Linked DNA regions of Hordeum vulgare: region 2 is linked to region 1. A link is a contact called in public Hi-C data. All regions are on one chromosome and are shown on one strand. Each heading gives the region's core, a stretch centred on a gene start, on an enhancer-like site or on the middle of the called end of the contact. The rest is flanking DNA. Distances are from core to core; before and after follow the strand shown.

What was found. A called contact is a pair of places that touch in the nucleus more often than the background predicts.
Region 2: a contact with region 1 is called in a Hi-C map of leaf, with 2.2 times the contacts expected there. The contact joins the promoter of LOC123439122 here to the promoter of LOC123439118 in region 1. A contact is called at or near these places in 3 of 6 Hi-C or Micro-C datasets (all in leaf) and 1 of 1 datasets of contacts at active chromatin or transcription factors (embryo).

The regions. Positions count from the first base shown.
Region 1 is chr3H:2,551,461-2,555,105 of MorexV3_pseudomolecules_assembly, forward strand. It overlaps LOC123439118, which reads left to right and starts at 2,132. Exons shown (of 1, transcript XM_045115866.1): 1 at 2,132-3,190. The coding sequence starts at 2,198. The coding sequence ends at 2,785.
Region 2 is chr3H:2,613,800-2,617,973 of MorexV3_pseudomolecules_assembly, forward strand. LOC123439122 (protein tfg-1-like) reads left to right here and starts at 1,312. Exons shown (of 2, transcript XM_045115869.1): 1 at 1,312-2,122; 2 at 2,874-3,190. The coding sequence starts at 1,623. The coding sequence ends at 2,874.

The DNA.
Region 1 (3,645 bases), core at 882-3,381:
GTGTGGCTTATTATTGTGTTGACTTTGTTTATCAGGGTTTGGCGCTTGGTGGGAAGTGATGATGGTGAGACCAATGTGCAACTTTGACATGTTTAAGAATGATTTTTTATTCACATCAATCTTTCTGATGTATGACCAGTTTTAACATGTTCCCTCTTACCCCCTGTTTTCACATGATCTTATTAGTTAGTGGTCTGATTAACTCTTACCTTTTTTACATCACATATAAAAAGAGGGTGTTAGAGGGAGCATGTTAAAGTTTGTCGTGATGTATTTGTTGTATGACTCGACAATTTTATAGTAATTAACTAGGCAACTCACATATAGTTAAAAAATAAATAATAACAAACATTTTGCTTAGTTTACAAAAAGTTTACTCGATGGTCCCTAAATTCCCTTAGAAATGAAGGATATATTAGAAATTTTCAAGCATGCCTCTGTAGTCGTCTTATGGAATCTTTTGATACCTGGCCCATGTGGCCATGTCTTCTTTTCGGCAGAACCGAGAATCACCACCATAAGAAGTAGGAACGTACACACTTCATCATCTGGAAAAGAGAAACTCCTCCAAAGTATCATCTGGAAGTAGCAAGATGTTGTTGTGGAAGAAGAAGTTGAGAACAGGATCAGACCCGTCGACATGATAAATCTTTTTTACCGATGGTCACATGGCAACAACATGTGATGTGCAGCCACCTGACCACCATGGTTTACTTCACCCAATCTGTTCCATGCCAAGCAGGTACAGAAGATAGACTGATGCAGAGGCCGGAGGTAATCCCCCTTTTCTAAAAAAAAAGGTACAGTAGTTAGAACCATACTTAGACACGTGTCAATCAGCTATTGGAACAAAAAACGACCTGACATGAATTTAAAAACAGACGACTGTTCATTAGTCACTCCCAAAGAGAAACTCCTCCAAAGTATCATAGCAAGACTTTGTTGTGGAAGAAGAAGTTGAGAACAGGATCAGACCCGTCGACATGACAAATCTTTTTACCGATGGTCACATGGCAACAACCTGTGATGTGCAGCCACCTGACCTCCATGGTTTACTTCACCCAATCTGTTCCATGCCAAGCAGGTACAGTAGTTAGAACCAAAAGCTGACACAGGCAAGCACAGTTTCTTAGTGTTTCATGTTGACATCGACGGTTGTAATCTGTGGGGGGGAGTCAGAGAACATCTACAACACCATGCGAATTGAGAAGCAGGGGTACTCTTGAATAATAAGGCAAAAAAAGAAGAAGAGAGGAAATCAGGTTGTTCGTGAGGGAAGGACTGAAGACAGGAAGGAAGGATAGGGCCAGACCAAAAGTGCTTGCTGCCTTCCAGTTGTTGTTGCTGCCCACTTGGCTTTATTTATTTCAATCAATAGCCTGCGATCAGGGTCAAGCCAAAGCAGTCGTGGGATTTGGTGCGCAGTCCCCATCCACCCACACCCCTCCTCTCTCCACCGCTGTACCCTGAAACCATCTTGCAAAACGCTCCAAACTCCTTGCCTGCAGTGAGTAAGCCGCATGCATGATTTCAGGGAGGCAGGCAGATCATGCAGTGGGATCATGCAGGATGCCATGATTCGGAAAGGGGACCTTGCTTGCTGCTTCAACGAGGAGGAAGGATGGTCGAGCAGCAGTGAAGCAACAGGCAACAGCAGTTCATGTACCCGATTCTAACTGAAACTGACCAGACAGTCAGTAGCGTATCCTATCCACGGATAAGATGATTGAGAGGGAGGTTACTGGACAGTGTTGGCACACTTGTCACTCCCTCCTTTACTTGCTTGCTTACTTACTACTAGTACCTGTCAACTGAAGTGATCCATCATCGATGTATGTATGTATGCTGACATTAACTGAAGATGTACTGACGTCTTGTGAACAGCACCTGTAATTAACTAACTAGCTAACTAACTAACGTCTGCAGCACACTTCACAAGTTCAGTTCAGTGAAGAAGCAAACGCTTCTTTTCCATGGACGGATGTCACCATCGTTGTTGTCACTCGCCACCACTAGGCACTAGCTGCCCAAAGCCAAAGGTCTCATCTTTCAACTTCTGTACCGTTGATCGCACCGACGCCCGGCGACGATCGCGACGTCGCAACCTCACCCGAGCTTAATTGGAAACCCGCATGACCCTCGCTAATGGCGGTCGTCACCGCCGTTGTTATCCGGTCGCGGTGGTTTCACCGTGGCCATGGACGGGACGTCACGTCTCTATCTCCACCGCTACTTAACCAATCGGGCGTGGCAGGGTAGGGACGCCCCCAGCCTCCAGCCGCACCACGCTCATCGCTGCTACAGCGGTGCCGCCTCCACCCACCCACCCACCCACCCACCGTCACCCAAAAAGAAGATTCCGACCGGGGAAGCGGCGGCCGGCGAGCGGCTGACGATGCCGTCGTCTCCGCGGGCGGCGGTCATGCTCGTCGCGGGCGCGTGGATGTGGTTGTTGCTGCTGTCGGCGGACGGCGCGCGGGCGGACGGTGGCAACGGCACGGTGTGCCTGTGCACGGGCCCGCAGTGCGTGCCGCCGTGCCCCGTCCCGGGCACGCCGCCGACGGTGACGTCGCCGACGCAGTTCCCCTTCTGCCCGCAGAGGCCGCCGGCGATCGGGCCCTTCCCCTGGGAGCAGCAGCCGTCGTCGACGCCGACGCCGAGGTCGGGGTTCCCCCAGGACGCGGGGTTCCTCGCGGCGGCAGCGACGGCGAGACCCACTAGAACGGCCCCATGGCTGGCTGTGGCCGCCGTGTGCTCTGCTTTCTTGCTGCTCCTGCAGCAGTGATTCTGTCTGACGGATGTACTGTAGGCGCGAGTTCATCAGGAGATTCAGTTCCACCGTTGTGCTGATGTCTAAATCTCATATGATATACTCTACATATGTATGTAATCGTAGGTCTTAATTCCAGTTCAATAGGCTACGAACAAACAATCTAAAAGGGATCGGTTGGGTTCCTCCTTTTCGCATCATCTTCTTCTTTTTCTGATTGATTTTGTTCTTTTCGCTGCAACTGGATGGATGCTGGGGCTCTGTTAGACCTGATAATACACATGGAGTAGTACCATTTGGATCTGTGTATGTATGATTGGTGCTTTATCAGATGTTGAGATGCATGGCCTGGATTCTGGAACATGCATATATTCTTGCTTGAGAATGTTAATCAAGTCTTGGCAGCACTGTTGGACGCTAGTACTATCACCTTGTGGTGCTGTCACACATGGCAATGACCAAACAGTCTTTCAGAGCACAAGCCCATGCTTGGTCAGTTCCTGGGTTCATTCATTTATTTTCTGTTGCGGCCAAAGTAAGTGAAGAAGTAGAAAGATCAGTACTGAACCTACGGTTTTTTTTTTCGAAAAGCAGGCATCGCCCCGGCCTCTGCATCGAGTGATGCATGCAGCCATTTTATTAAGAATGAAGTAGTACTGAACCTACGGTTACTGGTGCCTGTGAATAATTTCCTACTGCTTCATTTCCTGAAGAAACACGAATGTAGGTAGAACTGAATATGAGTATCAATTGCTGCAATTAAAGCTACTACAAACCTTTCCAAGAAAGAAAGAAAGAAACCTTTCCATATGGCCAGCATCACCGAAGCGTCAATGCTTCAAACCAAACATCTCAATGTCATCACCAAGGAATAA
Region 2 (4,174 bases), core at 62-2,561, 62 kb after region 1:
CATATGTAAAAAATTGTCTCCAAGTGAAGTGTAATTTCAATTTGCTTCTTATCTAGAATATCTTGTTTCATTTGTCCAACAAGATTACGCCCAACACATTTGGGTACGTAGTTCGTTTACGACGTAGAAAATAATATGCTTACTTCTCCAAAGAGACAAAATAATCTGCTTACACAAAAAAATAGGGTTTGCTTTCCAAGTTACAAATACTCTCTCAGATCTAAATTGCCTACAAAAAGAGAATAAATTTTGACATGGAAGAAAACATTATTGATTTTTTCTTATCCAATGAAAAAATGCTTCCAACGGAAATAGTATTTGCTTCTTATGATGCCAGAATTTGCTTCTATGTACAAGAATGGTCAAGGGGCTATCTTCTTCTCGGCACAATGTCACTATGGTCCACCGTGATGCTGATTCCACATCCGCAAGGGGCACACTGGCCAGACCATGGAAGCACCCACACTGGCACGCCTCATGATTATACATAGAGTAGACGTGTAGGCGGTGTCGGCATGGAAACGGTGGCTACAGACAACGTAGACGCGTGGAGGATAAACATGCATTAGGGGCTCCCCGTGGAATTCTCTTTACCATTTGTGAATAGTACTGTGGAAGATGGTCGTGGGCACGGCAGCATGCCGAAAAGATCGAGCGTGGTGGCGGGAACGGTGGAGCAAGGCCGTGGAGACCATGCGGGCCTGCCATCCACCGGTGTTGAATTTGTTGCTCTGGCGGCTACCTCCCACAGAGTGTCTCCACCTCGCCGCCACGGTATGAGGGGACAAGACGATCTCGCCATCGCCGAGGCTTCCGGCGGCATGAGATCGAATCGGCTTGTCGGGAGTTGTCGGCGCTTTGCATTTGACGAGACCAACCACGTCGAGGAGAGAGATCGGTAGTAGCAGGTTAGGGTTTGGTGAACATGGGATGGGGGGATGAAGCTGTAAGAAGGATATATATATGGCAAATACGTGACGTTGGATGGGATCGACGGCCTAACAGACGGCTGGTGATTTCCTCCTATCAGTATACTGATGGAAAGCGTTTTCTTTTAAAAAAATAGGAGGACTCGGGCTGAGCTAGACTAGCTACATATGCTCCCCTCGAATCAGCTTGTTTTAGATCTCCCCACGAATCAACTAAAATCAATTTACCACCGCAATTTTTCGCCTCCGGTTGGGCTTTGGTTTGGTAGTATACTGATGGAAAGCCCAGCCCGAAACCCGGCCCAACCCTTACATATACCACTAGTACTAGCTAGCTACATGTGGCCAGCCCTTTGAATTAAGTAGTAGAGTAGCTAGCAACATCACTTTACCAGCACAATCCTTGGCACAGTGGCATCAATTAGCACTGCATTTTAGCAGGTACACTTAACAACACATCGAAACCACTCCCCCATTCCTTTCCACCTCCTCCCCAATCCCGATTATAAACCCCCAACACCTCTTCTTCCCCCTCACGTCTCCATCACCTTCTTCCACTTCCCTCCATCAGCTCGCCATCATTCACACACCACCGCATGCAGTAGGCAGTAGCCACACTCCACTGCCATCGCTCTCACGCACAGACAGCATCACCGGCTTGCCTACACCGCACTCCCGTCGCTCTCAGCTGCCATGGCGTCCTACAGGCTGCTGGTCATCCTCGTCTTCTCCGCGCCGCTCCTCGACGCCGCAGCCGCCGACACCTCCTACCAGGCCGACTGCCCCTACCCGTGCCTGCTGCCGCCGCCCACGCCGCCGGCCTCCACCGCCGACTGCCCGCCGCCGCCCTCCGCGCCGTCCGGCTCCGGCTACGGGTACCCGCCCCCGTCCTCCTCCGGGAACGCGCCGCCGTCGCCCTCGTACTGGAGCAACCCTCCGCCCTCTGGCGGCTACATTCCCGGCTACTACCAGCCTCCCTCCGGCGGGGGTGGCGGAGGAGGCGGAGGCGGTGGAGGAGGTGGCGGGAACTACGGGCCGGCGCCGCCCCCGCCCAACCCGATCCTGCCGTGGTACCCATGGTACTACCGGTCCCCGCCGTCCTCGTCGGCGGTGGCAACAACGGGGAGCGCGTGGGCGGCCGTGCTCTGCTTGGTGGCCGCCGCAACTGCCGCTGCTGCTCTCGTCGGTTACTAGTACGGTCATCATCGATCAGTTACTAGCTATACTTTCAGTTCGTAGTCCATCAATTCTTCATATATACTTGATGTATAAGATAATGGGGTGCCATTATTATTAGCCATGCATAATATCTACTAGTATCCATCGATGGTAGTACTCCCTACATATTGATTCATTGCTCAGTTGGCTTTTGGGTGGTGAGTGGAGCGAGCAACTATATATTGCTGGTGCTGGCTAGTTTTCTTGGGAGCATAATATATGTGGCTAGCTGGTGATCTCAAGAATCTTGTGCCTTTCTCTGAGTGCCTCTTCCTTTTTCTTCGTGTTATTAATGTACTCGTCTAGTAGTGGCATATATACTACTCCCTCCGTTCAGAAATACTTGTCGCGTAAATGTATAAAATTATATGTATCTTACGTACTAAAATACATCTAGATATACATTCATTTCTACTCCCTCCGTTTTAAATATTTATCTTTTTAAAGATTCAACTACGGACTACATACGAAGCAAAATAAATGAATCTACACTTTAAATTATGTCTATATACATCCATACTTAGTTTGTAGTGAAATTTCTTAAAAAGACAAATATTTATGAACGGATGGAGTATAATAAGTATTTTCGGATGAAGGGAGTACTAATTTCCCGTGTTGTGAGTAGTAATTGTTTTGAGAATGCATGTGCAGTAATTGTCTCCCCGCCAAAGAAGAATGTATGTACTTAGGCTAGCTTGACAATCGACTTGTGAAAATGTTTTCCAGGAGAGGTGCAAGGTTGACGTGGAAAGGCGGCTTTTCCCGGCCCGTGACGAGCAACTTCCGGAAAAAGTTGAGAGCTTTGCGAGGTGCAGGAAAGTTTCCGTGTGGATCGTCGCTGATCGATCGGCATGATGCATGGCGCCGGACAAGCAAGGAATCGATCAAAAGAGGAAGCGGGGGAAGGGCAGCGCGCAGCTGGCTACGTTGGAGTTTGGGGGAAAGCAAGGAAACAAGATAAGTACTGTCAGGCTGAGTAGCTAGAGCATGCATGGTGACCATCGATTATGCATGCTAGCTAGCTAGGGCGCCGATCGGGTGCGTACATGCGTACGTACGTGACAACACGCATGCTTGGCCTCTTCGTGTCCACCGATCGACACCACCGCACCGACGATATGTACCATCGAAACTAGTAACACATCACACACGAGGCTACGTACCTAGCCGGCCAATCAATCCCGGTAGCATATATATCCGATGAAACGTACGTACGCACCTAGTCATGCATCCTCTCGAGTAATTAAGTACTCAAGTCCCGTTTTGCCTTTGCACGCAAGCTACTCTTTGCATCGGATCGACGAGCCAGTCGTTCAGACCAAGCGATGGACTATAGCTTTCCACCGGTCGATCCACATCCACGCAAGGCCCCCGATCCAAGACGCGATCAAAGCTGCATGCACCCTCTGTCTTCTTCTTTTCACTGCGTGCACATGATGCACTTCCGTCTGTATATGGCCGATGTTTCGATGAGATGATGATCAAAAGTGAACGCTGGTGGCTGCCCAGGTAGCTAGCTCGGTCGTGGGGATGCTGGTGGCCTTGCATGCATGCGCGGTTGCAGTTTCCTGCCAAGTTTCGCGCGCACAGGGCGGCCGCGGATGCAAGAAAAGAAAGATAGAAACTAAAGAGGAAACGAATAAAGAGTATTGGATGCTAGCTAGCCATTCACGGCGGCCGAAAAGAAAGAGCCTAGATCGATCATGTCCGTCGTCGTTAGGTGGCGCCTCCTCTCCAAAAGCTTACTAGTGTGGGAGTAGTGTGTCCAGCTCCATACGTACGACATTTTCTTTTATTGTTAACCGGAACGGAACAAAAGAGTGTGTGCGTATGTGCGCGTGAGAGGGCATCGAATTCGAATCGTCCAGTGGCATATGATTGGGTTCCTTAGCCACGTGAAAATCAAGATGGAGCATCTGACAGAACTCACTGCATGTGGATACGAGCTCAAATCCCGTTTCAGCTTGAGATTTTCATTGTTCACTATTCTCCATTCTCCTTTGTTTTCTCTTTTTCAAAACAGAGTC